7 separate regions of the Mus musculus genome follow, and all the other regions are linked to region 1. A link is a contact called in public HiChIP or PLAC-seq and promoter capture Hi-C data. All regions are on one chromosome and are shown on one strand. The core of a region is the stretch at or near the end of the contact, and the rest is flanking DNA. Distances in the headings are between cores, read along the strand shown.

Evidence for each region. Promoter capture Hi-C pulls out the DNA fragments that hold promoters and counts their contacts. HiChIP or PLAC-seq counts read pairs in DNA pulled down with a chosen protein or histone mark. Capture Hi-C pulls out chosen DNA fragments and counts their contacts.
Region 2: a contact with region 1 is called in an H3K27ac HiChIP or PLAC-seq map of microglia, with 8 times the contacts expected there. The contact joins the promoter of Mfn1 here to the promoter of Fxr1 in region 1. A contact is called at or near these places in 6 of 39 promoter capture datasets (cranial neural crest, erythroid cells, hippocampal neurons and 2 more), 2 of 484 Hi-C or Micro-C datasets (B cells and CD8 T cells), 2 of 115 datasets of contacts at active chromatin or transcription factors (embryonic stem cells and microglia) and 2 of 9 other capture datasets (adipose tissue and liver).
Region 3: a contact with region 1 is called in a promoter capture Hi-C map of adipose tissue, with 7 times the contacts expected there. The contact joins the promoter of Ndufb5 here to the promoter of Fxr1 in region 1. A contact is called at or near these places in 9 of 39 promoter capture datasets (3T3-L1-derived adipocytes, the C10 cell line, embryonic stem cells and 5 more), 6 of 484 Hi-C or Micro-C datasets (CD4 T cells, CD8 T cells, muscle stem cells and 3 more), 2 of 115 datasets of contacts at active chromatin or transcription factors (astrocytes and embryonic stem cells) and 2 of 9 other capture datasets (adipose tissue and liver).
Region 4: a contact with region 1 is called in an H3K27ac HiChIP or PLAC-seq map of embryonic stem cells, with 2.5 times the contacts expected there. The contact joins the enhancer-like site here to the promoter of Fxr1 in region 1. A contact is called at or near these places in 5 of 39 promoter capture datasets (the C10 cell line, embryonic stem cells, hippocampal neurons and 2 more), 2 of 115 datasets of contacts at active chromatin or transcription factors (both in embryonic stem cells) and 2 of 9 other capture datasets (adipose tissue and liver).
Region 5: a contact with region 1 is called in a promoter capture Hi-C map of pre-B cells. The contact joins the promoter of Gnb4 here to the promoter of Fxr1 in region 1. A contact is called at or near these places in 3 of 39 promoter capture datasets (hippocampal neurons, liver and pre-B cells) and 1 of 9 other capture datasets (adipose tissue).
Region 6: a promoter capture Hi-C map of liver shows a contact between it and region 1, with 4 times the contacts expected there. The contact joins the promoter of Zfp639 here to the promoter of Fxr1 in region 1. A contact is called at or near these places in 6 of 39 promoter capture datasets (cranial neural crest, hematopoietic stem and progenitor cells, hippocampal neurons and 2 more), 1 of 484 Hi-C or Micro-C datasets (CD8 T cells), 2 of 115 datasets of contacts at active chromatin or transcription factors (astrocytes and microglia) and 2 of 9 other capture datasets (adipose tissue and liver).
Region 7: a promoter capture Hi-C map of hippocampal neurons shows a contact between it and region 1, with 2.1 times the contacts expected there. The contact joins the promoter of Usp13 here to the promoter of Fxr1 in region 1. A contact is called at or near these places in 3 of 39 promoter capture datasets (cranial neural crest, embryonic stem cells and hippocampal neurons), 1 of 484 Hi-C or Micro-C datasets (uterus) and 1 of 115 datasets of contacts at active chromatin or transcription factors (extraembryonic endoderm stem cells).

What each region holds. Positions count from the first base shown.
Region 1 is chr3:34,017,546-34,021,604 of GRCm38.p6, reverse strand. It overlaps Fxr1 (fragile X mental retardation gene 1, autosomal homolog), which reads right to left and starts at 1,526. Exons shown (of 17, transcript NM_001113188.1): 1 at 1,442-1,526. The coding sequence starts at 1,492.
Region 2 is chr3:32,527,021-32,530,825 of GRCm38.p6, reverse strand. Mfn1 (mitofusin 1) reads right to left here and starts at 1,344. Exons shown (of 18, transcript NM_024200.4): 1 at 1,131-1,344.
Region 3 is chr3:32,734,720-32,738,645 of GRCm38.p6, reverse strand. It overlaps Ndufb5 (NADH:ubiquinone oxidoreductase subunit B5), which reads right to left and starts at 1,583. Exons shown (of 6, transcript NM_025316.2): 1 at 1,441-1,583. The coding sequence starts at 1,564. It overlaps Mrpl47 (mitochondrial ribosomal protein L47), which reads left to right and starts at 1,891. Exons shown (of 7, transcript NM_029017.2): 1 at 1,891-2,004. The coding sequence starts at 1,907.
Region 4 is chr3:32,757,874-32,762,035 of GRCm38.p6, reverse strand. No RefSeq gene overlaps it. Among named protein-coding and RNA genes, the nearest start is that of Ndufb5, 23 kb to the right of the region's middle. Within about 2 kb of position 2,600, at least 6 of the 459 cell types and tissues checked have an H3K27ac peak or open chromatin away from gene starts, as enhancers often do. A contact at or near this core is called in embryonic stem cells, where this site is marked.
Region 5 is chr3:32,615,045-32,619,175 of GRCm38.p6, reverse strand. It overlaps Gnb4 (guanine nucleotide binding protein (G protein), beta 4), which reads left to right and starts at 2,586. Exons shown (of 10, transcript NM_013531.5): 1 at 2,586-2,737. It overlaps Gm52622 (a long non-coding RNA gene), which reads right to left and starts at 2,565. Exons shown (of 2, transcript XR_003954599.1): 1 at 1,899-2,565; 2 at 692-1,773.
Region 6 is chr3:32,508,302-32,512,464 of GRCm38.p6, reverse strand. It overlaps Zfp639 (zinc finger protein 639), which reads right to left and starts at 1,873. Exons shown (of 7, transcript NM_144519.4): 1 at 1,733-1,873.
Region 7 is chr3:32,815,054-32,819,400 of GRCm38.p6, reverse strand. It overlaps Usp13 (ubiquitin specific peptidase 13 (isopeptidase T-3)), which reads right to left and starts at 1,775. Exons shown (of 21, transcript NM_001013024.2): 1 at 1,529-1,775. The coding sequence starts at 1,690.

The DNA.
Region 1 (4,059 bases), core at 277-2,776:
AAGTATCTACTCAAATATTGCTTGAATCATTTATGTGACATCATGTTTTAAACCTGGAACACTAACGAAGCCAGTTACACACTAATAGGTGATACTAAAGGCTTTAACACTCACTCTTACTACTTAGTTGGCCACCAGAGATTTTACAATCAAAATTTACAAAACAAAATTTAAAAAAGTATACTTATCATTCTTTGTCAATGAGCTACTGCCTATATTATTACCACGTGACAAATCACCTCCATACAGCTAATAAGCAAGCTAGAAAGGGAAAAGCAAAACACTGAAAAATTAGGAAATCGTTAATACCAAATAAAATCCTCTGGAATAAAGGAGCCATTGAAATGAAAACCTGTGAGAAACCATTTTAAGTACATACAATACTCATGTACTAGAAGAGAGCCTTCATAAAAATAGCCAAGACTCTCAAACATCTGAGATGCTGGCTTGGAGAATGACTGACAGACAACAGCTGAGAAGGTTTTGTGTTGATTTGTTAAGATTCTCGCACACTTTGGGGAGAAAAAAAAATAAGGAGAAGGGGCCGTTACTATGGAAAAACTGTTCAGCCTTCGTGTTCTGCTTGGTGCCCCCTCCCCCTTTTCCAATAGAAGCAAGCGCCTTACAAATTCCTCCACTCTAGAATCCTCCCTCTGTCTCCGAGGCCAGCCTCCACGGCAATGCATGGCCTCTTCTCAAAGGAAACAAAAAGAACCTCGTGGAAGAGGACTTAAAAAGCAAAAACAAAAAACAAAAAACCCACCTTCCCAGGGGCTGGGAAGACACGCGTCCCTCCCACCTGCCGCCTGGCCTCGGGTCACCTTTGAACCCTTCCTTCGGAATTCGCATTTCTCCCGGGCCGAGGGGCGAAGGGGCCGCCCGCTCCCCAGGCCGCGGCCACCAGGGCCCGCCGCCCGTCCGGGTTTCCACGCGGGCGGGCGGGCGCCGTGGGTTCGCAGGGCCCCCGGGGCAGCACAAGCCGGGGTAGGCCGGGGAGTCAGCCATTCATGCCGCGGGCGGGAGGGCGGGCGGGCGGAGAGGAGCCTGGCGGGCCCGGCCGCCGCCGCGGGGTCGCAGTGAGCTGCCCGCCTCAGTCCGTCCCTCAGTCCGCCCGTCCGCGCCCCCCACCCCGCCAGGCCTCGGCGGCGCGCCCGCACCACAGCCCGCCGCTCCAGCCCGCCCGCCCGCCCGCGTCCCGGAGGCCTCGACCCAGGACGCTCCGGGACAGGAGGCAAGCCAGCACCCGCCGCCTTGTTTCCAAACATAACGGAGCCTGGGCCCCGAGACCGTTAAACCGCGCCGAGGGCAGAGGCCAGCAGCACGGCCCAGCTGCCTCCCCCGCCACCACCTGACACCTCTCCTCGGCCCCCGGGGTCCCCGGCGCCCCTTGACCCCGCTCCCAGTGCCCAGCTCCCATCCCCGGCCGCCCCGCGGCCCGTACCTTGTAGAAAGCCCCGTTGGAGCCGCGAACCTCCACCGTCAGCTCCGCCATGTTGGAACCGCAAAGGCTGCTGGGAAGAGATTCTAGAAACTTTCCAACGCGAGGGGAGGAGGGGGGAGGGGCGAGCGTCGCGGGGGAGGGGCGGGCGGGCGGGAGGGCGGGACGCTCCCGGCCCGCTCCCGGGCTCTCCGCTAGCGGCGCCGCTCTGCGCGGGTCCTTGGGCGGCTACCCAGCGGCAGGCCGGTCCGCCCACGCCCACGCCCGCGCGGCCCGCCTCGCGCACAATGAGTGAGGCGGACCCGCCCGGCGCGCCACCCTCGCCCCAGGATCCGCGCGGCCGGCGACGCTCCCTACGGGCTCTTCCCGTCAGGAAGCGCGGCCTGGCGGGCGCTCGGGCTCGGCCAGAGCGCATGGCCGGCCGACACTCTCAGGTTTGCCCTCATGGAGCCTTCCCTCTGGAGCCTCGGGCCGTCCCCTTGAAGAGCCTTTCCCAGGACGAACCCGGGACTCGGGGCTTCCCCCGAGCCTCACGCAGTTCTCAGGCCTCGCCTCGCGCGAAGGCAGCTCACTCACCTGTCACCGACCGAGCACGGTTACCTTAATACGTTATTAAAGGCTCGGGAAACCTAGGCTAATTTTGTGGGGGGATCCTGTTTGAGACACAGTTCTCTACCCCTGGGTGGCCTTGAACCCACAGAACTGCTTCTGCCTCTGGCCATCGGAGTGCTGGCATTACTTTTAAAAAATTTTAAACAATGGGAAAGTGTATTCCTCCCACCCCTGATAGGTTACACGTGGGAAGTTTTGCAAAGAGGATCCAAGAACCTATTGGGTTTTGTGTTGTGTGACTTTACCAGAAACGCCACCAGTTCTAGAAGCTTTGTGGCACTCATACTTAGTTTGATAAGTTAATGCCAACTTCTGAAAGCAAGGCTTTTGGAAATAGTACTTAAAAGAATTCATTTGTATGTGCATCTTTACATAACTTTTCAGCGACGCATGATGTATTTGTCTTTCCTTTATTTGGAGCTCAAATTGACCACCCTGCCTCCCACCTCCAGGTGCCAGTTGGGCTAACAGGCTCAGTTCCCCCACGGTTACCTGTTACTCTGAGACAAGTCTCACTAAGCAGTCCAAGATGGCCTTCGATTTACCTCCCATTCTCTTGTCTTAGCCTCCAGAGTGCTGGCTTTACTGGTGTGAGCTCCTGGCCCCTAGCAACCTGGTTTGTATAAAGTACATTTTCTTTATACAAGATTAGCCCTTTTAAAAATGTACAGTTCAGCGTCTATCACCAGGATCAGTATAAAACATTTTCATCACAAACAACAATAAATAAGTAAAAATAAAAAGCACTTGTGCTTGTTGCTGTTCCCCAATTCTCCTGAATTCCCTGGATTCTAGGAAACTGCCCATGTGTTTTCTATGTAGAGATTTGCCTAGCTCGATCTCACATATGAGTGGGATCGTGATGTGAGAGCTTCTGTGATTGGCTTCTCTCATTTAGAATATTCTTTCAAGATTCATGGTACAGCAGGTATGACTAGGTGTCCATTTTTTGTCACAGTATTACACTGCATAAGCAACCGCACTGTACTGCTGATATGGGTTTATTAGTATGTTTGAGGGTCAGATGCAGAGGACTGAAACAAGGTCCCGGAGCTACACACAGCACTATCTTCTTTAGCCCTTTATTTATTTCTCATTTGAAGGCCCATGCCTGTAATTTTGTGGAGAATACAAGAGGATCAGGAGTCCAAGGTTATCCTCAGCTACAAGTTCCAGGTCAGTCTAGCTATGTGAGACCCTGTCTCAAAACAAACAAACAAAAAACTCCACTGTTAGCTGAGTCAAATTCTCTTTTAGCTGTTAAAAGTAACACTTCTGGGGTAGGTGCCCGGTGTTGTAGTGAACACCATCAATTCGAGTTCTCAGAAGACAAAGGCAAGAGGAACTCTGAATTCAGGGCCAGCCTGGACTACTATATATCAGGACAACTAGAGATACATAGACCCTGTCTCAAACCAAAAAGCTGGAGCAGGAGAGATGGCTCAGCATGTGTCCTTGATTCTCAGCTGCATGGCAACTCATAACTGTATATAACTCCATTTCCAGGATAGCCAACACCCTCTTCTGATCTCCAAGACTACCAGATTCACGTGTGGGCACAGACCTTCGTGAACAGATGTGTACTGTTGACACACCTTGCCAATGACTGTGAGGCCTCAGACCCATGGTACAATTTGGCAAAGCTTACCCATATGGGCCAGGCTCAAGAGGAATGGCAGAATTTTCGTTACCGATCAGTATGTGAAAAGACAACTGACTTTGACTTCCTCCTGCTGGAGGAGATGTACAGACTCCTACTGAAATTAGCTAGCCCCTCCCACTGTGTTGTACCTAGGAATAAACATGCTGAGTTCTAGGTTGCAAAGGTAGCAGAACTCTACCTGGCACGGCTTGCTGTATGTGTGTTTCTTGGTCTGTCAGTTTTAGTTTTCTTTTCTCGGTGCCTCTAGTAAGGATCCCAGGATGCAAGGTGCTCGGTCACAGCACTGCTATGAAAATTCATGCTTCCATTTTTGAAGTCCATCTCTTTTGGCTGTATACCAAGAAAT
Region 2 (3,805 bases), core at 95-2,594, 1.5 Mb after region 1:
AAGAAGAAGAAGAAGAAGAAGAAGAAGAAGAAAGAAGAAATGAAATGTGCATGCCTCCAGGGCTAGGCAGATGTCTCAGTGCTTTAAAACACTTGTTGCTCTTCAGAAGGACTTAAATTGGTAGCTCACAACCACCTGTAACTCCAGTTCCAGGGGATCTTATGCCCTATTCTGACCTCAAGGGCACTGCGCAGAAACTGTGGTGAAACATGCATCCGTATATGGAAGAAAAACATACACATTAAAAAATCTAAAAACAGAGCAAACATTTAAAATCATGCTTAGTCTGATACCTGCTAGTTCATGCCTCAATTTCCTAATAGCAAAAAATTAACCTGGCCAAATAGATAAAATACTTTTTAGTATTATTTATTTATTTACAGAAACCATGTTAGTCAGAAACCAAAGATTACTCTCGAGTGATCTCCCATTAAAAAAAGAGAAATTTGCCTCCTGTCATGTTACCTGTAATTCAGTTACTCAGGAGTGTCACACAGGAAAAGCTGAAAATTCAAGTCTACAAGAGGCAACAGAGTGAGATCAAGGCTTGCCTGGGTCTCTCAGTGACACTCAGTTTAGAAACCGGTTTAGGGATACAATGGCATTTGCCTAGCATGGGAGACCTGGGAGGGGCTCAATCTTCAATCCTGGAAGAGTAGATATGTAAATAAATGTAAAATCGGTAAAAGCTAGTAACAAAAATCTTGGTTGTAATCCCTAATTTATTTTCCTCGAGTGAAGATGAAACTAGTTTAGCTAAACTAAGTTTCCCAGTTAGCGAAGAAAATAAAAGAATGCCCAAGTCTTAATGCAGTACAGACACCAAGAAGGTAGCAGCTTTCGTCACAATTACGGAGTCAAGACTTAAAGAAGGCATGAAGGAAGGCTTCAAGCCAAAGTCCCCAAACTTAAAGGAATGTTGAATTTAAAGTAAAAGACGTTCTACCTGGAAGCTCCTATGAAAAGCCACCAAAGACAAGCACACGCTAACGCTGGTGTGCGTGAAAAGAAGCGCCGTGGCCACCAGGAGGGTGGCTCCCTCCGGAATCCTGAACTGACGGCGCGGAGGAGGTGCGTGGGGAGAGGAAGCCGCGTGGGCCGAGAGCCTGCCCAGCCGGGTGGATTCCTACCTGGACAGGGCCTTCCCTCAGGCTGGCCGCCCGTCGCCCTTGCCCGGCCCGCCGCCCCGGCCCGTCAGGGCGCTCGCGCTGCGCCGGTCCGGAGCTCGAAGGTCACCCCGGACGTCGCCACCCGCCAGCGGACACTCACTCCGTCCCTGCTCCCCACTGTCACCCAGCAACCACAGCTCCGCCACAGCCCCCTGGCTGTCTCATCCTCCCGAAAGAGGGGAGGTGCCCAGAGGAGGGGCTAGGGGCGGCTACTTCCGGCGCTTCGGATCTCCTATTGGCTGACGCTTCGAGACCAGAACTGCATATATTGCGGGCGCCATTTTCCTTCAGGGCTGAAGGCGAGGTTTGTTTTGGGCAGGAGTTCTTATTAACCACTGGGCTGTTTTCTGTTCCACCTTCCAACTCCTCCCCTTGGTTTTTCCCTTCAGAGTTTTCAAAGCTCAAAGGCGCCAAGTGTGAAAAGATGTCCATGGTTATCTGAGGGTGTAGGGGGAGAAGTACCCCAAAACCACATAGATGTTTATCATGCGGGGGGGGGGGGGGGGGTCGTCAAAACTTTGACTTTTCCAATTGCTCTGGTCTTGATTGGTTTTCTGGGGTTACTGGAGTGAGCTGTGTGTGTCTACTTACTGTAAGAGGTATTACTCAAGAAAATTAATTGTTCATGATTTAAACTTTGTTAGGAATCACCTGGGAATCTTGTTAAACCATTGATTGATTGATCGAGGGTGAAGCCCAAGGACTCTACATGTTCCACCTTCCAAGAGAGGTTTCACAGCATGTGTCCTGAGAGGTTCTTTACAGAGTTAGCAAATGAGATGCTTTTGCCAGGGAAGCCCCTTTATCCATATGAATGGCAGCTACCTCATCTATAAAATACTAAAAATGCCTACTTCATGAATTGTGGGAAAGTAAATGGGTTAGGGTGTAAAGTGCTTAAAACATTGATGGGCACCTGCAAAAGTTGGATAAATAAAAATAAAAGTTGGATAAAAAAGTTGGATAAATACAGTGAATGAGATCATTTCAGACTATGACTGCTATTATGGGGGGGGGGGGAGATCAGGACAAGAGGATAGAGTGAAGAAAAATGAGCAAGGTGGAGCCAAAGAGGTATGTGTTTTCTGAAAGGATGTCATTTCTCAGGTCATTTCAGGACTGTTACTGGGAATATCTGGAGAAAAACTGTCCAAGACACATAGGAAGGACAGTGCTAAAATGGATGAGTTAAAAAAACAAGCATGAGCTGGGCGTGGTGGCACACACCTTTAATCCCAGCACTCGAGAGGCAGAGACAGGCAGATTTCTGAGTTTGAGGCCAGCCTGATCTACAAAGTGAGTTCCAAGACAACCAGAGCTATACAGAGAAACCCTGTCTCCAAAAAAAACAAACAAACAAACAAACAACAACAAAAAACAAAACAAAACAAAACAACAACAAAAAGAACTCACAAACCCGCTGTCACAGCCTCCCAAGTGCTAGAATTCAGATCTGTGCTCTCACTCTGCCTAAATTTGAAGATTTTTGTTTTGGGTTGTTTTTTGGAGACAGTGTCATTTTATATAGACAGTCCTGGGTCCTGGAACTCACTATGTAGAACAAGTTAGCCTTGGACTCACAGAGATCCAATGCCTTTGCCTCCCAGGCCAGATTTTTTAAAATGATTTTTTTCTTTTTGAGACAGGGTTTCTCTGTGTAGCCCTGGAACTCACTCCATAGACCAGGCTGGCCTTGAACTGCCTATTTCCAGGGTATATAGCCAATAAGGATCAGTACTTAAGAGACTGGGGAGAAGGCTCAAGCAGTAAAGTTCTTGCTGTGATGGCATAAAGACCTGGATCCAGATCTCTAGCCACTCATGGGGAAAACAATAATGCTGGGGGTGGGGAAATCTCTGGAGCTGGCTGGCCAGGCTAGCAAATCAGTGAGCTGAGTTCTTTGAAAGACTTGCCAGGCATGGTGGCACACACCTTTGAACCCAGCACTTGGGAGGCAGAGGCAGGAGGATTTCTGAGTTCGAGGCCAGCCTGGTCTACAGAGTGAATTCCAGGACAGCCAGTGCTACACAGAGAAACCCTGTCTTGACAAACAAAAAACAAAAAAGAAAGACTGTTTCCAAAATAAGGTGGAGACTGATAGTGAACGTTGCTCACTGTTGATCTCTAGCGGCTAATGTACTCACACGTGTGCACATACTATGCAAAGCACAGCAAAGACAGGTCAGTACCTAGGGGCTGGCGAATAACTCAGTGACAGTGTGTTTAGTGTGCACAAAGTCCAGAGTCCAATCCCAGTGACAACTGACATAAACTGGAGTCATCAGGGAAGAGGGAACACCCAATTGAGGAACTGTCTTCAAATAATTGGCCTCTGGGCAAGTCTGTAGGGCATTGTGTTGATTAATGTGTGAGATCCCAGCCCACTTTGGAAGGTGTCACCCCTGGGCAGGTGCTCCTTGGTTGTATAAGACAGCAAGCTGAGTGAGGCATGGAGAATAAACTAGTAAACAGTATTTTTACTGAACTCTGCTTCAGTTCCTGCCTTGGCATCTCTTAATGATGGACTATAAAGTTTAAGGTAACACACACACACACACACACAAAGAAAAAGAAAACTAAAACAAAAACAGGAAGACCCCTTTCTTCCCCAAGTTGCTTTTTGGTCATAGTGTTTG
Region 3 (3,926 bases), core at 334-2,833, 1.3 Mb after region 1:
GGCCTAGCCATCTTGTTGGGCTGCCCAAGGAACTGGTGGAAGAGAGGAAAACCTTCAGGGAGCAATGGCAGACTCATAAGCCAGTGAAAGCTGCGACAGTCAAACAGTCGCTCTTGGAACAGCCTCGAGTAGGCCCTCCCTGTTCTCTCTGGACAGGACATCGGCTCCCCGTGGTTCTCTCGGAACTGCAGGAGTGAGAAATAGTCCAGGAAGAGAGGGACCACGGAGTCTCAGCTCAGCTCAGCTAGACTACAGTCAGCACTTCTGGGGAAGGGTTCAAGGGATCTCTACTTGTGTATCTGAGGATATTTACAATAAAAAAGTGATGTCAAAAGGATATGACCAAGAAGTGTCAGCACATGGAGTCTGCCTTCAGTGTAAATTCCTGCTGGGTATTTTAAATGCACTGATCCTTTCCAGCATGTTCCAGAAGGTCCCTATGCATACTGCCTCAATATAATAGGCTTTAGGGCAATTTGTGTGTGTGTCTTTCTCTATATTAGACAAGGCAAATTGTATATCTCTAACCAAGGCCCTCTCTATGACTGTCCTGAGACCTGAGCTCTTTACCCCTCTTAGGCTCCTTTCTAAGAGAACAGTGGTTCTCAACCTTCCTAATGCTGCAACCCTTTAATGCAGTTCTTTGTGTTGTGACCTCCAACTATAAAATTATTTTCACTGCTACTCCATAACTGTAATCTTGCTACTGTTATGGGTCACAATGTGAACATCTGTGTTTTCCTACGGTCTTAGGTGACCCCTATGAAGGGGTCGCGACCCGCAGGTCATATGAAAAGCATGACTGCATTAACATACAGCAGATACAATCTGGGCTGAACCCAACTTTACACATTCACTCGCACTAGTCTTTTAAAAAAAAAAACAAACATAAAATATTTTCGTGGCCTTCTATGATGTTGTGAGGTCCACGGACACAGTTATTACCGTGCCTAACGGGCCTGTCACCTGGAGCCTTTTTACACTCGTGCCTAGGAACACCATGACAGCCTTCACTTCAGTGCGCTTCTCAGCAACTTCCTATCTGCGGGTTGGAACCAGCTGCAGGTGCCACGCACCCTGATTCTGCCCTGAGCCCAGCGACGCAGTGCAAGCCTGCAATCCCAGCCCTCGGGAGCCGGGACAAGTGCAGCCTCGGATCCCCGAGACCCTGTCTCAACAACGAAGTGTGTGCAGTTGCCCTTGGAGACGCGGGCAGCAGCTCCATGCCTGCCTAGCCTGGCAGCGAGGGAGCAGCGCCCAGCATGGCGTGGCAAGGCGCTTCGCAAACGCTGAGCTTAAACAAGGCCATCCGATCTGCAGCAGCTCTTCACACGAGAGCCCCAGGCCGACTTTGTCCCCGCTCTCTCCCTCGGAGGTCCCCAAGGTCACCTGGAAACAGCCCTCCCACCTCTCACCCGCGTCTCCGAGGCCGCCACCCACCGACAGTCTTCGGAAAGCTCCGCGTGAGAAAACTTCCGACTCCGAGTCTAGGACCAGCGCGGCGGCAAGACAGCGCTGTCAGCGCGGAGACCGAAGCCCGCTGCAGCAGGCTCATGGCCGCCATGGCTACACCGGCCACGGAAGGAAGTGGGGAGGGCTAAGGGAGCCGGGAGGGACAATCCACCAGTGAGGGCGAACGCTAGAGGAGGCCATATTGAGTGAGGGCAGCGGCCCGTTCCTGCGAGCTTCACAGGCAGGCGCTGGCGGACAAAAGTGACGACATTGTAGGTGGGGCGCCCAAAGAGAGCCCTGTAAACTCTATGGCAGACTTGGGAGATTGAAGCGAGAGCCGTGGGAGCGGCCATGTTTAGTAAGGGCAAAGCCTGTTCCTGTTTGCTTCACTTGCCTCACGCCGCCAGCGGAAGTGACCTCGTGGACACCGACACTGTGGGTCTCCATTAGAAACATGGCTGCGACCAGTCTAGTGGGTATTTGTAGAAGAGCCTCAGCGTTCCTGAAGGCAGCTTGTTCCCTAGTAAATCCCAAGGACGCTGCTCACTCGGGGTAAGTGGTGAGAGAAGAAATGACTGCCTCCGCCTTTGGGCGCTTCTTGCAGGATGCAACAGAGCTCTAGACAGGCCACCGCGGAGGCAGAGAGCGTGACCTTGCAGTCGCCTATCCTGGCGCACTAGTCCTCCTGCGTTCTGTCGCCGCGGGCGGTGGGAGCATCCGCTGCTCGGTGCTTCCTCGGACTCGCAGTGTCCTGGGGCTGGGTCGGTTGGGAGGGAGGTTTCCGAGGAGTCCTGAGCTGTGAACGGAAGGCTTCCCTCGGCGTCTTTGTACACAGATTGTCCGGCAGATGTTAAGTGATGAGCGTAGCTACGGCAACAGAAGCTGCGTCTGCGAGTGTGAGAATGACAGCTTACTCTTCACTGACACTTGCCAACAGGGAGCCGAGTTTTAGAAATAGTAGAGAGCAGATTAATTGAAGGAAGCAGTCTCTTCTATATTATTACACTAACTTTGCAAATTAGCTTTTTAAAACCTTGCAGAGTTGTAATTTGATCAGGGTGGCAAACTTGAATAAATGATTTCGTCTTCCATTATCTTGATCTGATGCCTTCCTTGACCTCTGACGGTATCAGGCACACACATGGTGCACATATATGCAGGGAAAACATTCAGATACATAAACCTTAAATTTGTTAATGAAATTATTTCAGTATGTGTGTGTGTGTGTGTGTGTGTGTGTGTTTTGTAAAAAATGAATACCTATCACTCAGAAAAGAGGCAAAATATTTTGAAGACAGTAAAACCAGTTATGCATTCATAGAACACATTGCCGTTTCTTTTTTAATGTTGCAGGTATACACTTGATTTTCCATCATTTCCCCAGGACAACAGAAACATTATTAGAGTAATAGTCAAAATATACCCTTAACCCATAGTAGCCAGTCATTGACAGTTGTCACATTTTTCAAGATCCCTGGATTTATGCTCTTTTTCTGCACTGTTGGACAGAGGTCAAAATTCAATCATAGACCCAAGGACATTGCCTTACTAAGTATGACCCTGTGGTCACACTGTGGAATACAGTGTTATTATTTAGCATATAATCCAAAATAAAAATAGGACTTGCTCTACTAATCCCTTCCCTTTTTTCTTTCCGCTTCATTGTCTCCATTCAGTTCCATTCTTTGCTTCAGGATCCAGTGAAGGATCATTTAGTGCAATAGTTGCCATTCGTCCAGTGTTTCTTTTTTCCTTTGTCATCACACTGGCAATTTGGGGTAGGATTTTGTTTTGTTTTGTTTTGCTTTGTTTATTTCTTCATAATTAGTTTCAAGTCAGGAGTCATGGACATAGCTCAGTGGTAGAGTACCTAGCATGCCTGAGGCCCTGGGCTTAATCCTCAGTACACAGGAAAACAAACATAAACTCCAGTCAAATACTCTTGGTTTGGAAGACAGCACTTGTGAAACATTTTACATTGTGTTTTAAGATCATTTTATCAGTTCATTAAGTGCTCTTAGAAACATAATTTCTAAATATATATATAATTATGCATAAGATTTTCATGCAGCTATAAAGCATGGTATGTTTATGTAACTAATGTAACTCTTTAATACCAAATTTAATGCCTTTGTAGATATCTTCACCGGTGAGCTCCTGCCTGTTGTGTCTGTGTCTATTGTGTAAAAGTTTCCAGACACAGAACTCCGGGATTAAAGGAGAGAGCATTGAGCCTTTTGAATGTTGCCACATTGACGTTCAGAATGGTTTTGATCTGTTCATAAATTTAGTTGCTACAGTGGAGGAAGCACCTAAAAACTGTTACTCTAAAATATAATTGTGGGGTCAGCAAGGTGGCTCAGGAGGTAAAAAGTGCTTGCCACTCAAGCCTGGTGACCTCGGTTTGAGCCAAGGAAGCTAAGCAGTAAAAACTGGGCGCAGTGACTGGGCGCATCTCCATCCAATTCCCGAAT
Region 4 (4,162 bases), core at 1,351-3,850, 1.3 Mb after region 1:
GTACTTATTGTGGTTATAGCCAGCTTGGGGAATTTCCATATGAGCCAGCAAGTAAATATTTTAAAAACTACATTTCTGGCATAATCTGCAGGAATCAAACATGGGGGCAAAACCACCTGACAAACAGGCTGGCTAGGTTATCTATGTTCTGCAGGATGTCTTAGGTTATCTAGATGTATCTTGACCCTGCTGTTGTAGCCTGACTGGCTGCTGCTAAGGGGTTGCGGGTGGGGAGATGCTGCCATAGGATGTTTGCTCATGTTGACTTTGTGGTGTTCCTCCTGGAACTGGAGTTTAGCCCCTGGAGCTTCCTAAACACAAATTTGGCTGGGCTTTACATTAGCACCTGTGCTAACTGTTCCATCCAGAAAGTCCTTTCCTGTGCCAATGAGTTCAAGTCTATCCCCTGCTTTCTCTTCTATCAGGTTCAGCCATTTTGGTCCTTTGTTGAGGCCTTTGATCTAGCTGGAGTTGAGTTTTGTGCAAGGATCTGTTTGCATTCTTCTCCATGCAGCTATCCAGTTTGTTGAAGATACTGTCTTTCTCCTATGTATACTGTTCTGTTAAAATCAGATGTCGGTAGGTGTGTGGACTTTTACCTGACTCTTCAATTCAATCCTTTAATCACTGTGTCCCAATACCATGCCATTTCTATTACTTTATCTCTGTGATACAACTTGAGACTGGGGATGGTGATACCTCTAGCAGTTCTTTTATTGTTCAGTATTGTTCTAGCTTTCCTAGGCTTTTCTCTGTTTTCATATGAAGCTGAAAATTATCTTTTTCAATTTGTCTGAAGAATTGTGTTAGAATTCTTGGTGGGGACTGCATCTAATCTGAAGCTTGCTTGTGGTAGAATTGAATTTTTTTCACAGTATAACTCCTATGTTGATCCATGAGTGTGATAGATTTTTATATATATATCTTCTCCAATTTTTATGTCTTCACTGTCTTAAAGTTTTTATTGTATGACTCTTTCATTTGCTTAGAGCTACCCCAAGACCTTTTCATTGTTTGAAGCTATTGTGAAAGGTGCTGTTTCCATGATTTCTTTCTCAATCTGTTTGCCACTTGTACATAAGAAAGCTGATTTTTGTGTGTTTATTTTACTGTAGGCTGCTACTTTATTGAAAGTGTTTATCAGCAATAGATGTTTCCTACTGGAATTCTTAGGTTCTTTCATGCATAAAATCAGATCATTTGTAAATAAAAACACTTTCTTCCTTTCCTATTTGTATCCCCATAATCTCCTCCAGTTGTCTTATTGCTCTGGCTAAGTCTTCAAAAAGTATAGTAAATAGGTATAGAGAAAACAGACATTCTTATCTTAGTCCTGATTTTAGTGGAAATACTTGTTTTTCTTGCTATTCCGGTTGATGTTGTCTATGGGCGTGCTGAAAATTGTCGTTATTATGGTAAAGTATGTCCCTTGTATCCCTAATCCCTCCAGGACTTTTTATCAAGAATGGATGTTGCATTGTATCAACATCCTTTCTGAATCTAATGATATAATCCTGCGTTTTTGCCGTTCAGGCTGCTTGTGTGATTCATTTCATCTATTGATATTCATATGTTGAACCATCCCTGCATCTCTAAGATGAAGCCCACTTGATCATGGTGAATAATCTTTCTTTGATTAGGTTTGCAGTTTATTGAGAATTTTTGCATCTATGTCCATAAGGTAAACTGATCTGTAATTTTCTTTCTTTGTTGGGTCTCTGTATGGTTTACAGAGTAATTGTGGCTTCATAAAAAGATTTAGGCAATATTTTTTCACTTTCTATTTTGTGGGATAATTTAAGGAGTATTGGTATTAATTCTTCTTTGAAGGTCTGGAAGAATTCTATACTGAATCCATGGGCCCTGGGTCTTGTCTTTTCTTTTGATTGGGAACTTTTTAATTAATGCTTTTGTTTCAATAGGAGATTACAGGTCTGTTTATAGTGTTGATTTCATCCCCACTTAATTTTGGTAAGTTGTATATGTAAAGAAATTCATCCATTTCTTTCAGGCTTTCCAATTTAGTGGAATACAGATTATTTTTAGGTATATCCATATACCTCTCTGAGTTTTCTTGGTATTCTTTTGTAATGTCTCCCCTTTCATCTGTAATTTTATTAATCTGGATCTTCTCTCTATCCTTTGGTAAACTTGGCTAAAGCTTTGCCAATTTTTTTTTTTTTACTTTCTCAAAGAATCAATTCTCCGATGCATTAATTCTTTGTATTGTTTTTTGTTTCTATTTCTTTCATTAATTTCAGCCCCAAGTTTGATTATTATTTCTCACCTATTCTTTTCGGCCATTATTTCTTCTTGGTTTCCTAGGCCTTTCACGTGTGTTGTTAAGTTTCTTCAGGTTTGGGTGGTGCTGGTGCTGGTTTGGGTTTGTTTGTTTTGTAGTTGTTGTTGTTGGTTTAGGATTTTGGGGTTTGGAGGTGTTTTATTTTGTTTCAAGACAGAGCTTAGCTGTCCTAGAACTATCTATATAGACTAGGCTGGAACACACAGAGATCCAGCTGCCTCTCTGTCTCCTAAGCACTGTAATTAAAGGCATACCTGCACCATCACCCCACCTGGCTTTTTTTTTTTAAGGTCAGTATGTAATCGTAATGACTTGCCTCCCAGTGCTGCTTTCATTGTGTCCTGAGGGTTTGGGCGTGGTATGCTTTTGTTTCCATTCAGTTCTAAAAAGTTGTTAATTCCCTCGTGACCCAATTCGTTCAGTAGTGAGTTCCTCAGTTTCCACGATTTTGTATGCTTTCTGTTGTTTATATCCCACTTCAATCCATGGTGGTCAAATAGGATGCAGGGTGTTATTCCAATTTCCTTAAATCTGTTAAGATTTGCTTTGTGTCCTAATATGTGGTCAAATTCACAGAAAGCCCCATGAGTTGCTGAGAAGAAAGTATATTTTTTAGTGTTTGTGTGACATGTTCTGTACATGGTGGTCAAATAGGATGCAGGGTGTTATTCCAATTTCCTTAAATCTGTTAAGATTTGCTTTGTGTCCTAATATGTGGTCAAATTCACAAAAAGTCCCATGAGTTGCTGAGAAGAAAGTATATTCTTTAGTGTTTATGTGACATGTTCTGTACAGGTCCATTGTAAATGATGATTTTGTTGGATATAGTAGTCTGGGTTGGCAACTGCAGTGTTTCAAAGCTTATAGAACACCACTCCTGGCCCTTTTGTATTTTACAGGGTTGAGGTCTGCTCTATTGTATTGTAATGCTAAATTCTATACTTAAAGCCTGGGCCAATGAGTGAATTCTCATGTTTACAAGCTTTTGTTATGCAAACTTTGATCCTTATTTTAAAATTGTTGGTTATGTAAAATTGGCTACAGCCAATTACTGGAGGGACTAGAGGTAGATGGCTTTTGAGTTACCTGGTTGGGAGTGGAGGAGTGAGGCAGAGAGAGACCATAGGGAGAAGAGAAGGCACCCTGAGAGGAGAGGTGCCATGAGCACATAGCCAGGAGGAAGAGCAAGTATTTGGGAAATGCTGCTGGGAAGGTAGTCAGGCCAGCAGTTAGAAAAGTAGATTAAGGGTTAATTATCAAAGCCAAATAAAATAACCATAGTCTGAGTCTCAGTTATTTGTAAGTCAGACAGGGATAAGCTTAAATTTGTTGTACTACACAGAGTCTCCCTTGAAAAGTCAGACATTGCTCTAATGGGCCTGTTTTTATATGTGACTAGTTCTATTTCCCTTACAGTTTTTAATATTCCTTCTTGTTTTGGTAGTTATATTTTTGCCTTAGTTTAGGGTTTTATTGCTGTGAACAGATACCATGACCAAGGCAAGTCTTATAAAAGACAACATTTAATTGGGGTTGGCTTACAGGTTCAGAGGTTCAGTCCATTATCATCCAAGTGGTAGCATGGCAGTGTCCAGGCAGACATGGTGCAGGAGGAGCTGAGAGTTCTGCATATTCATCTGAAGGCCCCTAGGAGAAGGCAGACTTCCTGGCAGCTAGGATGAGGGTTTTAAAGCCAAGTCCACAGTGGCACACCTATTCCAACAAGGCCACACCTCCAAATAGTGCCACTCCCTGGGCTAGACATATTTAAACCATCATACTCCCTAACTTCTTCAATGGCACATTTTGATCATTGAAAAGTGTATTGTTGCCAGGAACAGTGGAGCACCACTCTTGGGA
Region 5 (4,131 bases), core at 1,337-3,836, 1.4 Mb after region 1:
TTTTCTGAGCATGACTCTGAGAAGTTCTGAGCAGGTCAGGACTGAAAACAAAACAAGCAAGTGTGTCTTCCTGTCTTTGTCCTTGGAGTAGCAGCAAGCCCTCCTGGCGAACACCATCCTGAAGACGAGGGCAGAAGACACCTGCACCCTGGCACTCCCTCTCTGAGGCGCCCCTTATGTTCCGTTAATAAAGCAGACTTTGAGAGCATGGACTCAGTGAGTTAGTGGCCTAGATGCAGCCGTGGATCGTCATGCACAGTCCTGAGGGGCGATCCTCCACACAGCCAGAACCGTCAACGATGAGCTCTGTGTGTGTGAGAGTGCGTATGTGTGTGAGTGTGGTGCGTATGTGTACGTGTATGTGTGTATACTTGTGTGTACATGTGTCTCTGTGTGTTCCTGTGTATCTCCTTGGCGAGTTTCTCTCCACCAAATTCCCAGTCCTCTCTCTCTCTCTCTCTCTCTCTCTCTCTCTCTCTCTCTCTCTCTCTCCCTCCCTCCCTCCCTTCCTCCCTCCTCCCTTCCCCTCTCTCCTCTCTTTTCTTTACCCCCATCCTCCACAGATCTCCTTATTCTTGGAAACACCAGGAGCTGTGAGAGTCCATCCACACACTTTGTTACTCTTGGGATGCTGCTCTGAGCAATGAAAATCTCACTGACTCTGCTTTCCAACACACAGTACACAGGCTTGTTCTTTAAAAGTAGGGGTTCTTTTTAGAAAACTAAGAGACAGGCAACAAAACAAATACAATATGATATAATATGAAGTGGGTTTTTTTGGGTGATGAATACTTTTTACTTCTTTTAAGTATTTGGACTATTCAGCCAGGATTTCTGTCCGCATCAAATTTTCACAGATCATCAAAGACCATCAATCTTTTCGGGCTCTGCAGTTCATGTTTTGGAGCTATGGATGTCTGCTTCCCCGATCATCTCCAGAATAGATTCAGTACCCCAGGGCTTTCCACTAAGTTTCCCCAGGTGCTTGTCTTTCAATATACAGTTGACAGTAGAGTATTTCTCAGAATCCTGCCATATGGGACATGCTTGTGCACAGGATTATGAGGGAGGAAATCACAACAAAGGAAAATAAGTATCTGAGTTGGTCTAGTCAGGTGCCATGTTATGTGACTTCATGAAACAAGCAGAATCCTAGTGGGCCTCAGTTTGCTAGTCTGTGAAATGGGGATAAATGACAGAGGCAGGCTGAGGCAGGGAGCCTTAGAAATGCATGTCCTCCCTAAGTACCGGCTTCCCCTTGTCTCCAACCTTCTAGTTTAGGACTTATTACTGAAAGATGCCATCAAAAATTAGACCACTCCGGCTGCAACCTACCATCCTGACTCTTTGACGTGTAAGTCTGGTACTTCTTCATTTTCTTCTAGTATTTAATTAGGGAAAGCAAAACTTTGGGGAGAAACCACTTCATCATCCTGGTATCTTGGTGTTTTCACATCTGTGGTGGGGTGGCTTTTACACAGAGCAGATCTTCTCCCCAGTCACATTCAGACTGCTGTTTGGCCTCCTTGCCGGTAGGTATGAGTGGCTTTTATTCCAGGTTGATATGGAGCAGCTGATAAGGAAGAATGGAAGGCCGCGGGGGTGCCAAGCTCTCCTGATATTCTTTAAACCCTTCTACAGCTCTGCAAGCCTCTTTTACCCAGCTCTGTTTCTTTAAATTGTTTGACGTCAGAAAGAGAATGCTATAGCAACCGTCTGTCAAAGTGGAATTAACTCCGAAGAAAGATGGGGGTGGGGAGAGGAGCAATGCCCCTGCAGAAGAAACAAATTGGAGGGAGACATTTAGTTTATAACATGTTCAGTATAAAACGCCGGAGAAATGCGAACAAAGTCGCTTGAGATGCACTGAGGTGCACTAGTGTTTAAAGAGCAGAGACCTGGCAGGGTGCTGGGAGAAGGCCTTCCAGTCATCAGTGACCACAGAGTAACTTCCGAGAGCTGACAGTCAAGAGGGCAGGCTCTGTGCGAGCATAGGTTTGTTCAGGAATGTTTACAGCACGTTCTGGTGTTGGGGGTGGGGAGGAGGGCAGTATCACTAGCTTCGTGTTCCCAGTGAACCTCGGGCATCCACCGACGGCTGCTTGGCTGGATTGACTTCAGATTTTAGAGCCCAGTAATTGCAGACTGCATCTGTGGCTCTCCTGGCTCAACCCTGCAGCCCGCCAGAGCAGAGCAGCCTAGGCCAGGCCCAGGCGTGAAGAAGTCAGGCACTCAGCTTAGACGGCGCGTCCAGGGGCACACTGATAAATCGAAACTGCAGGGGATGCGCTTTCCGCTTCCCAAAGCCGCAGAAGCTGCACGCCTTGCCAGCGCCCACCCCCTGCACCCTGGCCCAGGCCACGCGCGCGCCCCCGCCAGCCCCCTCCCCAACACACACGCACCCTGGCCCTGCATGCGCCAATCAGCCTCCACCCAGGCCAAGCGCGTTCTGGGTTCCCCGAGCCCCTGCAAGCGCCCCCCGCCCCGACCGCGCTCGCTCCCGCCAGCCCCGACCCGAGCCACGCGCGCCGCTCTCTCGGCGCGTTCCCAGACCCTCTCCCCGGCCTCGCGCGCCCCCGCCCCCGCCCCCGCCCAGCGCGCCGCGCCCGGGTCCCCGCCCCGTCCGGCGTGCAGGGCTCTGGGTGTGGTCGCCGTCTTGTGTGGTGGAGCCAGCTAGCGGTTCGCGACCCGCAGCCGGGCGCCCAGCAGTAGCGCGGTGGTGGCGGCCGGGCTCCAGGTAGGTGGCGAGCGCAGGCGGCGGGCGTCAGGGCTCCGTGTGGACGCGGGTGGCGGGCGCTGGGCTCCGTGTGGACGCGGGCGGCCGGGCGCGGGGCTCCGTGTGGACGCGGGCTCCCCTGCGCTCTGCGAGGCCCGGGACGGCCGGAGGGTGCGTCCACCCGGGAGTCTAGAGGACGGTAGCTGCAGAGAATGCCCCCCCCCCCAACACACACACACACACACACACACACACACACACACACACACACACACACACACAGCCTCCCGCCATCTCCACCAAGTTCTCCACGGGCTGCTGGAGCCTCAGGTTGTTGTTTTTGGACTGATACTATGTCCCCAAAGCTTGGTTATTTTTAAGGTGGGTGATAACGGATTTTGGATATTTGCAAGTTTAGAACTAGAGAAAGCGGTTATTTTTTCTCGTCTTCTCCCCGCATCTCTTTCTGCGTTTTCAAAGTTGAGAGAAGGCTGACAGTGGTGGGTGATTTTGTTTTCTCTACTCCTTTCCCATCCACCCCCCCCCCAAAAAAAGGTGAGTATTATAACCTGCTGTAGACCCGCGCCCTACTAGGGAGTTGCCTTAAGACAGAATTGTAATTATTAGTCCCTTTCAATATCGCGAACTCGGACGGTGGTGACCTTTTATATATTTCAGCTTATCAGGATGTGATGGCTGGCATGCTAATGTGAGAGGGAGAGAGGTTGTCTTTTACAGGGGTCTGACCAAACTGTATATCTGGTCTTTGCCAGCATTCATTGCTGATTCTGAAAGTTTACTGTATATTTTAATATTTTGATTAAGAGCACTTAAGGAGTCTTTTGCTTTTGCATTTGGGTTTGCTGGTGAATTTGAAACCGAAATAGAAACTTTAAAAATATCATTTAATAAATATTGCCAGACCTCTTGTCTACACGTTATTAGACCATGACGCTGATTCTTCGTGCTGTGGTTTGCTTAACTGCATGCCTTAAGCCTATGAGCAATACACAGGAAGCAGTTCTGAGTTGCTGGTCTTTTATGAATAAACATTTCAGCGTGTGTTTTTACTCCTTAAAAATAGATCCTGAAATAGATCCTGGGACAATTTCAAAACTAAGAGTGGTATCTAAGTTGGGCTTTTTTTTTTTTTTTTTTTTTTTTCCCCATCACCAAATATTGTCGGAGAGTGAGTGAATTCTCTGATTTCTTTCAGGTGTGTTATTTAAGTTTGGTGGTTTGGCTATTCCTTTCTTTGCCTTGCTGGCTAGTTTAATCAGATTTATTAAAGGAATTGTTTACTGAAGCTCTGTCCTCTCATCAGGGGCAGTGAGCTATTCTGTTCTGTCATCTCTGGGTCACTCCTCAAAGGACACATTATACCTTCCACAGGCAAGGCGATGTTAAATGACTCA
Region 6 (4,163 bases), core at 624-3,123, 1.5 Mb after region 1:
TAAAAACTCATGCTCACTAGTTATCCTTTTAAAAAGACTGTTAACTATCTGAAACGTATCCTTCCCCAATTATACACAGGTGTCACTGTAGAAAACCAGGACATTTGAAATTTAATCACCTAAAATCCATTCACTCAGGAAAAAAAAAAGATAATATCGTGGTGATATATCCATAGTTTATAATTTATCATTTAAAAAAAATTTAAGCCTAAAGTGGTGGCACATGTCTTCAGTGCCAGCACTTGGGAGGCAGGGGCAGGCAGATCTCCGAGTTTGAGGCCAGCCTGGTCTACAAAGCAAGTTCCAGGACAGCCAGGGCTACACAGAGAAACCCTGTCTGGAGAAACTGAGTATTGAGACCTACACCTTTATCCCCAGCCCTCAGGCGGTAGAGACGGAGGATGTCTCTGAGTTCTTGACCAGTCTGGTCTACACAGTGAGTTCCTGGCCAGCCAGAAGTACATAGTGTTTGAAAAAAAAATTAATAGACGGGATGTGCTAATTCTGAATTTATATTTATGTTTGGGGTTAGGCAATTTGTTGTTAAAGGCATACAACACTACTGGCTTGCTCTCCACTTTTTGAGATAACATTGAAGACAGAAAAAAAAATCCCATTTTAAAAAGGCCCAACTGCCCTCTTCCACATCAACAGCAGAGCTCAGTGGCTCACAGCTGACATCCCAGCACTCAGGAGGCTGAGGCAAGATTACACATAAAGTCTCTTGTGTCCTAAAAACAAAACAAACACATCACCCACACAGAGGCATCTTGGCACCTGGAACCTTCACAACACTTAATAGTGCTTCCCATAGACAAACCTTTTCAAAGGTTTCTCATGAAACCTCGGATGTCTTCACACAATGCCTAGACACTTTTTTTGTTTGTTTTTTTCGAGACAGAGTTTCTCTGTGTAGCCCAGCTGTCCTGGAACTCACTCTGTAGATCAGGCTGGCCTTGAACTCAGAAATCCGTCTGCCTCTGCCTCCCAAGTGCTGGGTTTAAAGGTGTGCGCCACCACTGCCCCGCACCAAGACATATTTTTAAAAGGCTGTTTTCGCGCGCATGTGTAGTCCGAGATGGTGTCTGATCTGGAGGCAATCATGAACCTACTCCAACTGGGTGTTCTCTCCAGCACCCAGCACCGAATTTTTTGAGACTGGGTCGTTGCGTTTTGAAGACGTTTATAACACTTTATTTTTTCACCTCCATTAAAACAAACAAACAAAAAATATTTCCAGGGCTCAGAAGGCGCTTACAGCTAAGCCAGACGACCTGGGTGTCTTCCCTGGAACCCGCAAGGTGGGAAGAACAGCCTCTTGGAAAGTTGTCCTCTGACCTCTACACTTGCGCCATGGCACACGTGCGCATGCATACACGCAATAAGCACGTACATTTTCAAACAGAAAGAGAATTTTCCCGTTCTAATTGAAGCCCGGCGTGGTGGCACACGCCTTTCCGGCTAGCCTAGGCTACACAAGTCCCTGTCACAGATTACAGGAATTCGAAGAGCGCTGGTCTGATTGGCCTCTCCTGGGAGCCTCTGTCCGTGAGGACTCAGGGCCGGGTCCCCGCTGGACTCCAGCGTCTCCCGCGGGAGCAGCCTCCTGCAGGCCGGCATAGGCCCCCCCGCCGCCGAGTCCACCCGAGCGGCCGACACGCACCGGGCCGGGCAGGCCCCGCTCGCCCCGCGGCCCTCGCTTGGCACGCAGGCCCCGGAGGCCGGCCCTCACCTCACGTAGCAGCGCAGCTCCGGCGAGACACGCCCGGATGATGGGACGGAGGGGGCTGCCGGGCCACCGCCCGCGCCCTGCCCAGCCGCCCGCGCCCTCCCCGGCCCTGCCCTTCCCTGCCCGCCAGGCCCAGCAGCACTCACCCCGTCACCCCGCGCATGCGCCACAGCGGGCCGCGAGAGTAAAGATGGGGGACGGGGGGCGGGAACCCTAAGGATGAGGGCGTGGCCTGAGCATGGAGGGGGCGTGGCTTCATGCTAAGGGCGGGGCCTAACAGCAGGACAAGGAGAGACTAGCAGTGCTGTCTAGCGTCCCCTACGGGCACATCCGGGCCGTGCCACCTTCCCCCCTGAGGTCAGCGCTGTCCCACTCATCGGTTTCCTGGAAGGCCGCAGTGATCGATCCTCAGGGTCTTCAGGATCATTAGTGTTTCACGCATGGTGGTTGTCCTCAAATCCCAACATCCGGGCTAGATAAGTCCAGGGCCGAGAAAAAACGCGATGTGACTCGAGATGGGTCCTCAGACCACACCCTGGGTTCTTGAAGTCTTGGGAGATTGGAGGTGGAGTTAGAGAAGGGAGAGCTGAAAAAATGGCTCCCCCCAGTTAAGAGAGTTTTATTTCTCTTCTAGAGAAAGCATGCACATGATAGTTCACAAACGCCTTTACTGTAACTCAACAGCAAGGGATGTGAAGCCTCCGCAGGCATACACACCTCCCCATCCCCCCACCTAAATACAAAAATAAATAAATCCTAAAAAGAAGACCTGATGGAGTGAACCGAGGTTATCACAAAGGATTGCATTCTGTCATTTAAATCCTTTTCGTACCTTGACCGTCAATAAGCAAAGGATTAAATTAGATGAGCATAAATAACTGTGAACATTGTTTTTGAATTATCCCTCGGGCTGACAGTAGATTTCGGTGGTTGTCTGTGCTTGGCAGGGTGAGTGCTGAGGTGTGAGCCCTCAGCGTTACAAGCAACAGTCCAGAGTGCGGCTGTGTGTTTTCTTTCTCGCTCCTCCTTCAGTGTTAAGAATGGAGTCCAGGGGCTGGAGAGATGGCTCAGCTGTTAAGAAAACTGGCTCTTCCACTAGGGGATTCAGGTTTTATTCCCAACACCCACAATGAGGTTCACGTCTGAGCTCACGTGTAAATCCAGTTCTAGGTCGCCTGAAGCCTTCTGGCTTCCATGGGCGCCAGGAACACAAGTGGTGCACAGACATACATTCAGGCAAAACACTCATACAGATAAAAATAAAATATATATATTTTAAAACATTTTTAAATATAATCCTAGCTCTCATCCACTGAGCTGCCCCACCCCAACCCCCTAATCTGGGTGAGAGTTAAAGAGGTTTCAGTACAATTTGTGAGTGTTTCTCGGTTTTGTAACTAAAGCCCTTAAGGTTCAACTAATTGTACGTGAATAGCTAAATCGAGTGGGGTAACTTATATCCAAAGTCACTTGCAAAGTCCCAGCCACGGTTCGTGTGTCTCACCAGCCCAGCGCCCTGTTCTTGCTGTCAATCACCTGGTATTCAGCCGGTTGTCACTGACACCCTCCCCCAACCCCATCACCACGCCTGGGGAAGTCCAGCTGTGCGCTTTGGAGAGACAGCGCCTTTTTGTGAGATTCAGTTTGGTGACCTCATAATCTGTAGGCATTCTCCTCTTAGACATGAATATTCAGGCACACCAGTGTAACCCAAAAGGAGTAAGAGAGGGTTCGCAGACCTTCTTTATTCCTAGTATACTTAGCATCGGGTACAAAATAGGGAATTGGGGCCTGATTGATTGAAGACTGTTGAATTTATAAAGATGCTGCCGGCGGCTACGGGTTTCTCGCTGTGAATCTAGTAGAGGACACAAGGGGGAGCCATGCGATCACTGTCAGTTATAGGGTTTCTCAGGCTTGCCCTTGAGTTTGACTTAATTCTCCTCTTGCCTGCGTCACTAGAAGGGGAGGGGGGAGAGACTATGTCATGGTATTTAGACAGCATGCATCATTGTTTTCAGGGCTCCCCTTTCCCCCTCCCTGGCAAGATGTGCAGCTATGTAAAATCTTGAAAGCCCTAGGATAACATTTTACAGGAATATTTAACCACCATCCTCCCAAGTTTTTGATACAGGTGTGTCATAGCTTAAATTTTTCCTGATCACAGAAATGTGTGTTATACAATAGATAGTAGAACAGAATTGTACTGGCTAGTTTTGTGTCCACTTGACACAGCTGGAGTTATCACAGAGAAAGGAGCTTCAGTTGAGGAAATGCCTCCATGAGATCCAACTGTAAGGCATTTTCTCAATTAGTGATCAAGGGGGAAAGGCCCCTTGTGGGTGGGACCATCTCTGGGCTGGTAGTCTTGGTTCTTAAGAGAGCAGGCTAAGCAAGCCAGGGGAGGCAAGCCAGTAAGGAACATCCCTCCATG
Region 7 (4,347 bases), core at 526-3,025, 1.2 Mb after region 1:
TCCTGAGGAGTTAAGCCACCTTCCAGTGTCTGTAGTCTGTCCACAGCTTAAGACACTAGCCATGCCCCACCCTGGGGGAGGGGGTTCATGTAGCCTACCCAACAGGGTCCACACAACCTGAAAACGGTCTTTCCAAGAGTGTTGTAGGGGATGGGATGCAATGGCGTGCTGACAGTCACCGGGAGTAATGTGTTCAAAGCGTGCCAACTGTTAAATGTAATCTTTCATTCCACTCTACCCGGGTCTTTTTTAAAGATATGAAAAATAAATAATTAACAAATTAGTTAGGTTTGATCCCCAGATCAACCGGAATAGCATAAGAGAAAAACTAAACAATCCCAGAGAAGAGGATAACGCCAGAACCACAATGAAATACCAAACAAAACAAGCTTCACTAACCATCCCAAGCCAACCAACCCCAGACAAGAAAAGGAAAAAGAAACAAAAGAAAAGAAACTTCTGAGGTTTTGCCTCTCTTTTAGGGTCGAAGCCCCTAATAACTATATATGTTGTACAACCTCTGTGAAACCTGTCTCTCCCTCCAACCCATGCACCTCACGATGCCCCAAGATCTGCTGGGTGACATATGAGATCCAAAGTGGAAGGATAAAAATAACCTGGTCCTCAAAAAGGCAGATAGCCGCCAGACAGCTGAGTCACTTTGAAGCCCATTTTGACTACTGTAGGGGGCATTTCACCCTGCCTCTGCCTCGCAAGCTTCCACAACCTCACAACCCACCGGGTTGGAAACCTCCCCCAGCCTCCCTGGTGGAAGGCCAGGATGTCTCTTAACTTCCCCTCCTCCTGCGGGGTCACGAATCAGGAGTGAACTTTTAATAATTCACATAGCGCACGTCAGCCCAGTGACTCACTTAGAAGGGAAAGATTTGAGTAAGGCTTTAGGGAGCCATAATAAGCCAGCGGCAGACCCCTTATTTCTGCTGCCCTAATGGGACCACCGGACCTGACAATAGCCAGAAAGGAATGGGATGGGAAATGGAGAGAGAGGCGAGCTCAGAGTCCATCAGCATTGTCCCGCAGTGGGAAACCCTGGGCAAAAAAAAAAAAAAAAAAAAAAAAAAAAGGCTTCTAGGAGAGGGAGAGAAAGGAGAGAGAGAGAGAGAGAGAGAGAGAGAGAGAGAGAGAGAGAGAGAGAGAGAGAGACTGAGCGTGCCGCGGGCTAGGGGACTCTCACCTACCACGTCCCCACCCTCTGTCGCCCGCGAGAACAGCTCAGAACCCTGGACTAACTCTTGCTTGCCTTTCTCGATACTGGGGCTTTGGGCAGAATACTGACGACTGGGGCCCTGGCATCCTAGCCACAGGCTAGCGGAGCGAAGGGCCCAGGGAACCCAGTCTTCGTCCGCAGCAGCCTGGAGGCGCTCACTTGGTGCCAGGGAGCCAAAGCTGGAGGAGAGGCAGCAGGAGGAGGAAAAAGTCCCGGGCCCGCAGCTCATCGGGTCCCCTGCCCTGTGCGCCACCCCGTTTCCCAGGCTGGCTGCGCAACTGCGCCGTGGATCTTCCTTACCGGGGAGTCGTAGGAGAAGGCGCACTCGTTCTTGTAGACGCGGTCCCCCGACCTGGGCACGCGGATCGTGGGCATATGAGGCACCAGCAGCTCGCCCAGGTCCCCTGCAGCCATCTTCCCGCCGCCGCCCGGCACGCTGAACAGGGCGCCCCGGCGCTGCATGACCGCGGAGCGCAGCGGGCCTGGGGAGGAGCGCGGCGCAGCGGGAGAACAGGACCTGGACGCGGCGGTCGCGCGGGCTGAGGATCAGTTTAGGCTCGGGAGGCTCGGCCTCTGCCCCGGCCGGCCGGCGGGCGGGAGCTGCTATTTTTAATCCAATGGCGAGTCGCCGGCCCAGCTGCAGCGTCAGGCGGGGCGCGCGCCAGCCGCAGCGCCGGGGAGGGGGATGCCGCGAGGGCGGGGACGCAGGAGTGGGAACCAGGGAGGCCCCGGGTCCCCACGCACGCCTCCCGACCCGCCATGGCCCCTCGGGGATGTAATCCCCAACTGCCCAGGATCAGGTCCTGGGAAGCCCGCACAAAAAAGCGGTGCACAGCGCGACCTCCCCATAGATCGGAAAGGGGTGGGTGGGACTCAGGAGTCGCCTTCTCTTAGATTCTTACTTCTCACTTTTTTTAAACATGCAAAGCTCTGTAAAAGATACTAGACTCCATCGAGGCCTGGAGAAGGAAGAGGTATGTTTCCCTATATGTTGCAAGGGTAGACTGTAGGAATTCTACCCCCTCCCCCACACAACCAGATAAGGATGTCTATTTTTCTCCATCTTTACAATGCCGTCCTATGACTCAAGGCCCTTCTCGAACATTCGGTAGCCTGATTTGAGGATTCATGTTCTGCCCTTGCTTGTGGATTCTTCAAAATAAAATAATGGGGGGGGGGGCTTAATAATATGCAAATAGAGCGTGTTCGTGACGTATACTCTCATGTCTATCATCTTCTTAAAAAAAAAAAAGTAAATAAATAAATAACCCATGGAATGAGGAGGTGGAAACAGGTACAGGAGCTCAAAATTAGCCTTGGCTTAGCTACATGAGATGCTGTCTTTAAAATAAATAAGTAAATACCCACCCATCCTACATCGGCTATTCCACTGAGGTTCCCTAACTATGTGTATCCTACTACCAGGGCATAGCTCTTCGTGACAGCGAGAAGGTGCAGATCCAAAGCATTCTGTAAGTCTCTCCAGATAAGACTATCCTGAAAGTCGCTGGTGATGTCACTAAATGTCTCTGCCTCACATTGCTTCAGAGCAAAGAATTACACACATTACACTTGGCTTCCTCCCTATCTAGTAGGATCTCTGCCTGTTCACAAACTGGCTACAGAAAGAAAGTTGATTTAAAATGTTGAAAGCTTAATATCCAATCTCGAATTAAACAAAAAGTCAAATCGGTGAGATTTGTTTCTCATCTGGCAGCTGATAAAAGATCTATCAAATTAGTCCAGGCTTGAGAAACACCCTCAAACACATTGTTGGTGGGAACAAAAACTGCACATCTCTGAAAGGGTGTTTACTTTTATTTTTGTCACTTTGAATCCCAAGTTGATGTTGACTCCTGGTGATCCCCCTGCCCCAGTCCAACCCATCACCCCCATTTGGTTCCCCACTGCTGGATTTCAGGCCTGTGCATTCTGGAAGGAAATTTAGTAACACTGATCTTAATTTTATATGTATATATTGTTTTCCAAGGGGTATCCTGGGTGATACTTACACCACATTTAAATTCCATCTTGGTAGGCTACTTGTTGGAGCATGGTATATAACAGGACACTGGGAGCTAAGAAAAGATCCCTCACTGGGAAGCAGTTACTGTAGAGCACCTCTAAAAGCAATGAGGTCACTCTGCACTGTCATCAGCCACATTACTAGATGGAAACAGAAAGTAATTCTGTGCGTGAAAGCCAGGAATGTGCGTGAGGTTGGCCAGCTACTGTGTCCTGGTGGGCCTTCCTTCCAGTCCTTGAGAGGGTCCTATACACACTTGTGTGCATGCCTTTTGGCCCCCATATGTCTCTTAGAAAATGTGCAAGCTATATAATTGTCAAGATTGTTGAGAGAAACAGAAAGCATGAAGTCAAGGGGACTCCTTACCATCCTTTACTTTTCTATGTGGTTCCAATAGTTTTGTTTCCCTTTGCTTGTCTGATTGAAACCGAGAGCTTGCTACTATTGGGGAAACAATAATTCAAATACTCTGCCTCTGAGCTATGTCCCCACACCTTTTAAAACTGTGTTGTCCAGACTGGCCTTGAACTTGCCACGCACCTGCCTCGGTGTTCCCAGTAGCTGAGATTATAGCCTTGAGCCCGATACCCTATTTCAATCTATTTATTGGGTACAGTGAGATTGATTGCTCAGCGGTAAAGGTGCATGCTGCTTAAGCCTAATGACCCAAGTTCAGTGCCCCGAACCCACATAAAGGTAGAAACAGAATCAACTCTGTAAAGTTGTCTTCTGACTGCTACATACACAAAGTAGCAACACACACACACATAACAAGAATTAACTAATTCCGTTATAAAAACATCTCAGGTTCAATAGTCAGTACAGAAGTTGAAGGCTATTGCTAGGTTACTGCATTGCATACCAACCCTTCTCATAGAACAACACAGACTAAAGTGATGGACTGTGAACCAGTAGTATTGCACACCTGGAATCCCAGCAGTTAGAGGTTGAAGATACCATAAATTCAAGGCCAGCATTAGCTACACAGTGAATTCCAAGCCACTCTGAGCTCCAAAGAGAATCCATCTCAAAACAAAACAAATGACCGGAAGAGATATTTGTAGAACACACCAGAGTCAAAGAGGCTTACTGA